Regions from separate parts of the Sus scrofa genome. Here region 2 is linked to region 1. A link is a contact called in public HiChIP or PLAC-seq data. All regions are on one chromosome and are shown on one strand. The core of a region is the stretch at or near the end of the contact, and the rest is flanking DNA. Distances in the headings are between cores, read along the strand shown. Region 1 holds the start of SETX (probable helicase senataxin). Region 2 holds the start of TSC1 (hamartin).

Region 1 (4,393 bases), core at 1,393-3,892:
TTGCTCAGTGGGTTAACGATCCGGCGTTGCCGTGAGCTGTGGTGTAGGTTGCAGACGCGGCTGGGATCCCGCGTTGCTGTGGCTCTGGTGTAGGCCGGCGGCTGCAGCTCCGATTGGACCCCTAGCCTGGGAACCTCCATATGCCGTGGGAGCGGCCCAAAGAAATAGCAAAAAAAAAATCCAAAAAACCAAAAAAAATCCTCAACCATATACATCAAGTATGTATTTTATTGAGTAAATTGTATGTAAATTATAGAAAGTTGACAAAAATAATGGAATATGAGGCAAAAGTGAAAATTAATGATGATGAAATCACTAGAAATCATTAAAACAAAAATTTAGTAATTAAGAATAGGTCCATTTGAGATAAAAATAACTAGTAATATGTTCCGGGATTGTTGATAATCCAAATGATGAAAAGTGAGTCAAATGATCATACTGGAAAAAGCACTAAAAATTTGACCTAAAATACTGACGCATAAAACTTACAATATGTATCTAAAAATGCAGCTTGCAGCAAGGCTGGATCCTTATGCCACTGAACAAGGCCAGGGATTGAACCTGCATCTTCAGGTTTACTAGTCTGAGGCTTAACCTGCTTAGCCACAACAGGATTCCCAGTTTTGTCTGTTTAGAAATGTGTGATATTTATTTCAACTAAATATCAAGACCAGGCCTCAAGTTGTGTAAAGTTTGGGCTCTACAAAGTACCTAAGATCAATGACTCTCTGAGTGTAAAAAGCGAATTGCAGAAAAACGCCATCTAATTTCCTAAAATTTAAACACAAAAAACAATACATGTACAGGTTAAAGACAAATGTGATAAAATTATTTTTTTTTTACTTTCTTTTAAATTTATTTTTTCCGCTGTGCAGCATGGGGACCAAGTTACACTTACATGTATACATTTTTTCCCCCACCCTTTGTTCTCTTGCAATATAAGTATCTAGACATAGTTCTCAATGCTACTCAGCAGGATCTCATTGTAAATCCATTCCAAGTTGTATGTGATAAAATTATAAGGGAAAGTTCACAGCGGGCTCAGAGGCAGGATGGAATTATGACTTCAGTGGGTGCTAGGCACTTTCTGCCTTCATGGGCACGTTCTTAAAAACATCAAAAATTGTGTTTTTGACTGTATTGGTATAAAGATAAATGGTAAAATTTAAAAGATGTTCTTCACTTGTTTCTCTTTCTAAAAAAAAAAAAAAGCTTTTTTTCAATGGCCATCCAGATCCCTGTTTTTCAAAAGCATATTATTTTTGAACGGATATATACACAACTTAAAACGCAATATAGCTTCGGTTTTGTAACTCTTTGCAACGCGGGATGTGAATGTGGCTTCAACATTTCACCGGGCAGAGAAAAATCTAGAAGCGAGGAAAATAACGGTCTTGACCTCGCGCTCGGACTTCAGCCCCTGGGGTTGGTCAAGTCCCCTAACGGCTGTCCGGGCTTCCCGACCGGCCCCACCCCCTTTCTGGAACGTTCCCTCGGCAGGTGCCTTCCCCGTTCTCCCCGGCGAGCCCTCTCATTCTTCGGTTAGGGTTCTCCTCGGCGCGGTCGTCGCTGCCAGGCCTGTCCGCATCGGGCCCATCTCAGCCTCTTCTTTCCTTTAGAGCCTTGATCGGAACCAGTAATTATTTTGTTTTTCCTCTCCTCTATTAATAAAATAGGAGGCTAGTGGTGATGCCCCACCGTTAAAGTCTGTATTATGCGTTTAAAAAAAAAAAAATGGATAGGCTTTCGAGGGGGGTTTACTATCACATTCTGTATTGTTTCTTCTCCAGCGGATAGTTAATCTCTTCTTAATTTTTTTTTTTTAATCCTTTTAGGGGGCACTGGGGCATACGGAGGTTACCAGGCTAGGGGTAGAATCAGAGCTGTAGCCGCCAGCCTAGGCCACAGCAACTCGGGATCCGAGCCTTGCCTGCGACCTACACCACAGCTCACGGCAACACTAGATCCTTAACCTACTGAGCGAGGCCAGGGATGGAACCCTTAACTTCATGGTTCCTAGTCGGATTCGTTTCTGCTGTGCCATGACGGGAACTCCGGTTTTTCTTTCTTTTTTAAAACGTATCCCTTTATAAATTCTTTTTACCTTTCTGTCTCCAAAAGTATTTTTTTATTACCTAAGGCACTTTATTACATTTATAGTTGTCTAACGTAATGTATCCCTTTTCCATAATACTATATATATAGTGTGTGTGTGTATACACACATATTTTCCCCAAATTACTTGTTGATTACATATTATATTTTAGGTCTTTAAAGGAAATCTAAAGAGGAAAAAAAAAATCCCCTCCCTATCCCTTACGCCCCCTGCTGAAGCACCCGAGGCGTCGAAAACAGAAGAAAAAGGACGGAACGGGAAAAGGCAGGAGGGTAAGGCGTCCAAAGGTAGGGGCGTCGAGGCGCCGCTGATGCTTGGAGAGATCCGGGGCGGTGCAGGCAGGGCTCCCGGCTCAGCTGCAAACTCCCCCCCTCCCCTCACGGACGCTCCTGATTGGCTGGCCCGGTAGTCTGGAAGTGACGCAAGCGCCTGGCTTTCCGGCCTCCCGGCCTCCAGGCGGAGCCCGGGAGCCTCTCTTCCCACGCCCCGCCCCTTGGGGCATCAAAACAAGAGAGCGGCCGCTGGGGCGGGGCCTGGAGACGGCCGGCGCCGCGCAGGGGGCGGGGCCTGCGCTCGCGGCGCCCGTGGGTTGGGCGGTGGGGATGGAGTGCGCGCCCGCACTTCCGCCCTCCGCAGACTGCTGAGCCGAGGCATGGCGGTGGGTTGGCGGCGGGCGCGAAGCCGAGCGGGGTGAGGCGAGCGGCGGGCTCGAGGCCGCAGGCCCAGCGGGCGTGCGCGCGCGCGCGCGGGGCCGCGTGGAGTAACCGTCGCGGCGCGCGAGGCCCGTGCGGGCGGGGGAGGGGCGGCGCGGGCTGGTCTGCCTCCCTGACGAGAGGCGCGGCGCCGCCGGCGGGAGCAGCTGCGCGGCGTCCAGCCCTCTGGGGTGGGGGGCCCTCCGCTGCCTCCTACACCCCGGGCCCGGGCGCCGGCTTCCCCGTCCGCGTCCTCCGCGTGGTCTACGCGGCGGTCCCGTGTGAGCTCTCTGCGGTCTGGGCGCTGCGCCGTTTCCGCGGGAGTGGGTGGGGGTCTCGGTGTAGTAAGTACGTCTCGGCTCGACGCCCCCTCCTCCCTCTGCTCCGAAGCGCGTGCCTCTGGAGGGCTGGCCTCTCCCGAGGGGCCACCTGAGCCCTCCCTGCCCCACCTGAAGGCGGGGGAGCGCTGACAGCCAGCCGGAGGGACTTTGCCGCCCTCCCCACCTTCCGGGAGCGACGATGTGGCCCGAAAGGAAGCGGGCACGAGGCTCGAAGGGCGGAGAACGCCGGGGTCTGCCGTTTGCAGCGGTGCAGATGAGTTAGTTGCCGTCCTGGGGCTGAATGTATCTGCATGTGCTCATGGGAGTCTTCGGCAAAGTGCCCCTCTGTCCCCGAAGTGGGGACGAGGTCTCCCGTGGAACTCCTCCTCCCGGTGGCATCCGAATGGCAGTTGCACCATTCCTTCATTACTTGTAGACCTGTAGGCGAGTTGTCTTAAGTTCTCTAAGCTTGAGCCTTTTCATCAAATGAATGTATTGGGTTCTTACTTGTCAAGAGTTGATGTGAAACTCAGATAAGAGAGAGAGTATAAAAACCACTTCCTCCGATTTCTTTTGTTTTGCTTTTTCAGAAATGTCCATTTGGGGCCAGAGTCTGGGTATATATGAATGTAAATCTTCACCCAGTGTCAGATAAGCCCAGGGATCTGACTACAAGGACAACTTCTCTGTAGGCTATTACCGCAGGTAATTATTATTATTATTATTTTGTCTTTTTGCAAATTCTTGGGCCGCTCCCACAGCATATGGAGGTTCCCAGGCTAGGGGTCGAATCAGAGCTGTAGCCACCGGCCTACACTAGAGCCACAGCAACGCGGGGTCCGAGCTGCATCTGCGACCTACACCACAGCTCATGGCAACGCCGGATCCTTAACCCACTGAGCAAGGGCAGAGATTGAACCCGAACCCGAAACCTCATGGTTCCTAGTCGGATTCCTTAACCACTGAGCCAGGACGGGAACTCCAGGTAATTAATTTTTAAATAAACATTTAAGATGTTTTTTCAGTCACTTCATACATACACAAAACTGATCCTTGCTCCCTAGTAGACTCAGAATTGCAGAGAACTTAGCAGGTAGGTGGGAGACAGAAAAGTAAACAGCTCAGCCCACGTGGTAAATGCAGTAATAGAATTGTACAGAGTCCTGAGGGGCTGGAGAAGAAGCTTCTCAAAGACTGGGTGGAAGGGAGGGGCTGAGTCGGACAAGCCCTCAGGCCTGAAGGTGTTTGTGGGTTGCACATAGGAA
Region 2 (4,393 bases), core at 1,143-3,642, 520 kb before region 1:
CCCTGGAGCACTGCTCCCTTCCAAGGAGGAGAGCATTCCAGCAGGATGAGGTCACGGGGAGCCAAGGAAAATTGGGGGAAGGGGAAGCGGCGGGGGTGGCTCCTGGGGCGGAGCTCTGGAGCTACGCCCATCCCTTGGCTCCATCCCTTGACCTAAGGCTCCCAATCACTGGTGGTCCCAGAATGTGCCGAGGTGTTAATGCAAAGGCAGGAGCCTGATCCTGGGCAATGGTCTGGGGCTGGGGGTAGGACCGGAAGAAGCCGGACCCCCTCTCCTCCCCCATCCCTTCCATCTCTGTGCCCCAAGCCGACTCTGCTGGGTGGTTACACAGATGAAGTCAGCATTTGCTGCATAATTCCAGCCAGTGACCAGATGCCACCTGCCAATGCCGCTGACAAAGTAATGAAACTAACATGTATTGAAATAGATGCTATGCTAGTAACAGCTTAACTGTCTCACTGAATCCACCCCAAGTCCCGGTTAGGTAGCTGTCATTATTACTGTTATTATTTTTATTTTTAGGGCTGCACCTGTGACGCATGCAAGTTCCCAGGCTAGGGGTCGAATTGGAGCTACAGCTGCCAGTCTACACCACAGCCACAGCAACGTGGAATCTGAGCCGCGTCTGCCATCTGTGCTGCAGCCTGCTGAAACGCCAGATCCTAAACCCATTGAGCGAGGCCAGGGATCGAACCCGCGTCCTCATGGAAACTAGTCCGGTTTGTTTCCGCTGAGCTATGACAGGAACTCCAGGTAGGCGTGACTATTACCCCTATGTTGCAGGTGAGGAAACTAAGGCTCCCCCAATTAGCAGAAGGGCAGAAACCTGCCTTCAGACTAGTCTGCTGAACCATGACCTCTTAGGCTGGTGGAACTCCCAGCTCAATGCCCACCTTCCCCATTAGCCAGTAGAGTTAGAAAAGTTGTGCACTGCTCAAGGGCTCCCAGGAGGCTTGGGAAGGGGTCAAAATACAGCTGGGTCTCTGCTCCCGTGCGCTGTGGGCCCAGAGGGCATGCCTTTTGCTACTTCTCACAAAGGCACCATACCGGCCAAGAGCAGCCCCACCCCAGATCTCGCCAGGCCTCTTGGAATTCTGACAGCCCCCTTGACAGCACCCAGCATGCTGACCACTCAGAGAGCAGGCCCCTTAAACCATATGGGGCCTTGCATTGTGACTCAATTGGTTCCCATGACAAACCTGTTATTCCCATAACTCACCCAGCATTTATTGCCTCCAGCCGCTTGCTTCTTTGGTTCTTGGCCTGGAATACCCTTTTCTCCCCAGAAGCCTCTCCCGATTCTATTTCATGAAACCTACCTTTCTTTTAAAACCCAGCAGGAGGCCCACTCTTTCAAAAAGCCTTTTGAGACCCCACAGTGGGACGTCACCTCATTCTCTGCGGCCTCTCTCACACCTCTTTGCTTTGCTTTGCTTTGGTGCCTAGCGCTCACCATCACCTGCCTCAGATACCAACCATCACCTTTACCTGGCCTGGGTCACTGTGCTAAACACTCTCCATACTTTTCCTCCAGGAATCCTCCCGTCACTCATGTTACCATGCCCATTTCATAGAGGAAGAAACTGAGGCTCAAGGGACCTCAAGACTTGCGCAGATTTACACAGCTAGGAAGAAGCAGAGGAGGCACCGAATGGAGGGGTTCTGCTTCGAAAGATGCCTGCCCTGCTTAGGGTGGTTTTCCACATAACGTCGGAAATGTTAGCAACCTGAGGTTAGCAGCCACCGTGGTTCTTCGCAGCCCCAGAGATGCGCTTTGGCAAATACTCTGCGAAGGACAGAGGTTGCCCTGGTGCAGCTTTGCTCCTTTCCTAGCGATGAACTCCTTTAAAGATCTAAAGCAGACCCTTCCTCCACAGAGGTACCCACTGGCTCCTTGGGAAACAAGATCGCAGCTCTGCGGCCGGGAACGGGGAGACCCTGGGCCGGGAGCGGGGGCACCCGGATCTGTGAGCGGAGACACAGCATCGGAAAAGCAGCAGACACACAACCACACCCAGCCGGGAGAACTTGTTTACGCCTCTTGCACGGCCCCTCCCGCCGGGCCCGGCCACGTGACCCGCCCCGCCCCTCGCTCTCTCGCGTGGCTCCTCCCGCCGCGCCGGCCTTCTTTTTGCCTCCTTCGGAGTCACAAGATCTCTCAGCGGCCCCCTTTCGGAATCCTTCCGCCCGTCCCCGCCCCCTGCCTCACAAACTCTTCTAGGTTCTTTCTCGATCGGTTAGCACCGTCAGGAATGAGAAAGGACGTCCTCTTCCGTCCCAAGGGGCTGCAGGCCGCGGTCATCTGTCGTCGGGCTCGAGGGGCAGGCGACGTCTCGCTGGGGACTCTTTTTCGTGGCGGAGGCTGCCGCCGGCTGTGGGCATTTCACGACGGGGGGAGGTGCTGTACGTCCAAGATGGCGGCGCCCTGTAGGCTGGAGGAACTGTGAGGTAAACAGCTGAGGGGGAGGAGACGGTGGGTGAGTATGGGGGTGTCCCCCCCTCCTTTTCACGGGGGCTTCTCGGGGCATTCCTGGCACCATGACCCTAGTCCGGGAGGCCCTGCGGGGCTGGGGCAAGGGGCCCACTTGCCGGGGAAGGGACTCCGGGAAGGGGGTTTCGGAGAGCGTTCCCCTCCCTCTTGTTACTCGCAGTCTGTGGCCGGGCCCGGCGGGGCTGGAGGGTCTCTAGGGAGGAGAGGCGGCCCCGGCCGGCGCCTCGCCCTCCTCGGCGGCGGAGGGACGGCTGCACCCCCCAGGCCGCGGTGCCGACGGCAGGGGTGAGGTGGGCCCCTTCGCCAGCCCCTCGCTTGGTGGGGTGACAGGTTCCCGCGGGGTGCGGAGAGCGGGGGGAGGCCCTCGCCGGAGGGGAGAGGCCGGGTGGTGGGGCTGGTCCCGGGGCTGGAGGAGAGCGGTCAAGGGTAGGGGGCGGGGAATGAATGGAGGCTGCCTGTGGGCATCGCGGACCCGCCGGGATTCGGCGTCTCCGCCGAAAGGTGCACGACCGGAGTGCCTCGCTCCAGGTGTGCTTGTGGGTGTGTAATCGACGACGAAAGACAGTTACCTTCGAGTCAGCAGAGGTGGTTCTTAGGAGACAGCGGTGTGCAGAGCCACTCCTAGACGCTCATTCATTCATTTGAGGAACTGGAGGGTGAGGAGTCCGCAGTCCGAGAGACCTTTAGAATTAAAGCTCTTTCTTTGTGTTTCCCGTTAGAGTTTTTGCTTCATGTGTTTTGGATTCGGAGGTAGGGATGGGGGGCTCCTGCCTGCTAACCACAGCTTGTTTATGGAGCAGCCCCGGTGGAGGTGCTTTGCAGTCATCGTCTCCTTTGGCCCCCAAGACAAAGAGGAGAGGCAGCCACTCCATTACTCAGATGGAGAAACTGAGGCCCAGAGATGTTAGGGTGCCTTGTCCAAGGTTGCTCCTCCTAAGATGATCTGACCAGGACTCGAACTGGGGTCCAGCTGATTCCAAGACTATGCTCCTATCTTTATTTGTACTCACATGACTAATTTATCTGTTATTTGATCCAAGCTAGTCTGTCATTCTAATTAGGTGGTTAGAATTAATCAGTTGGCCTAGGTTTGTGCATAAGTGACCGTTTGTGTGCGCGCGTGTGCGTGATTTTGGAGAGAGGTGCACTTGGTTATATACCAGAGCTTTTGTTTGGGATGGCAGTATAGTGCCTGTAAACATGTTAGTCTAAATTAGGCTGGAAAGTGTTTGCTGTTTTCATAAAACTGATGCATTTACTGCAGAAGGGAGCCTTGCTAAAAATCCTTGCTGGATTTTTAATAGAAAGCATAGAAATAGCACTTCCCTTTACATAGAGTAAGCTGTAAAAGTACTAAAATAGAATAATACTCTTCTGAGATACTGATTTATAATTTTGGGATCAACTTGGAGTCGCCTGAATTCAAACCTCCTGGCAAAGTGGAGCTGTAAATTTCAAGAAGCATTATGAACCCGACCCTTGTGGGAGCCCCTGATTTACTGAACAACCACCTGTGATTCTTAAGTTGAACATTCTGGAGTAAACCTGGAGTATGCAAATGTGGAAACTGATTTAGGGTTGTGCAGGGAAATGCACCTTTAACAGTCATGCATCAGGCAAATGAGGCTCCTCAGAAACACTGAAACATTCTTTGCTATTGCCCTGGGGAGCTGCAGCATCTTCCTCTAACCACCTGGTATAAACTTAAGGGGTATTTATAGAAGATGTAAATGGAAAATATCCTTTTACCAAAGTGAATATCTTATCCCAAACACTCTTATATCACGTGTGTGGCGAGGCAGATGATGTAAGCCTTCCTTGCCTCATGCTTTTCCTGGTGTCACAAAGACTTTGGTAGGTTCCTAAATTCCTAGTTAGACAGAGTCTTAGGTGACTACAGGC

The links. HiChIP or PLAC-seq counts read pairs in DNA pulled down with a chosen protein or histone mark.
Region 2: a contact with region 1 is called in an H3K27ac HiChIP or PLAC-seq map of skeletal muscle, with 4 times the contacts expected there. The contact joins the promoter of TSC1 here to the promoter of SETX in region 1. A contact is called at or near these places in 1 of 5 promoter capture datasets (fetal skeletal muscle), 1 of 47 Hi-C or Micro-C datasets (heart right ventricle) and 2 of 2 datasets of contacts at active chromatin or transcription factors (alveolar macrophages and skeletal muscle).

The regions. Positions count from the first base shown.
Region 1 is chr1:272,169,105-272,173,497 of Sscrofa11.1, reverse strand. SETX (probable helicase senataxin) reads left to right here and starts at 2,642. Exons shown (of 26, transcript XM_021070661.1): 1 at 2,642-2,774; 2 at 3,719-3,833.
Region 2 is chr1:272,683,947-272,688,339 of Sscrofa11.1, reverse strand. TSC1 (hamartin) reads left to right here and starts at 2,392. Exons shown (of 24, transcript XM_021070814.1): 1 at 2,392-2,473. It overlaps LOC110256471 (a long non-coding RNA gene), which reads right to left and starts at 2,123. Exons shown (of 3, transcript XR_002338027.1): 1 at 1,220-2,123.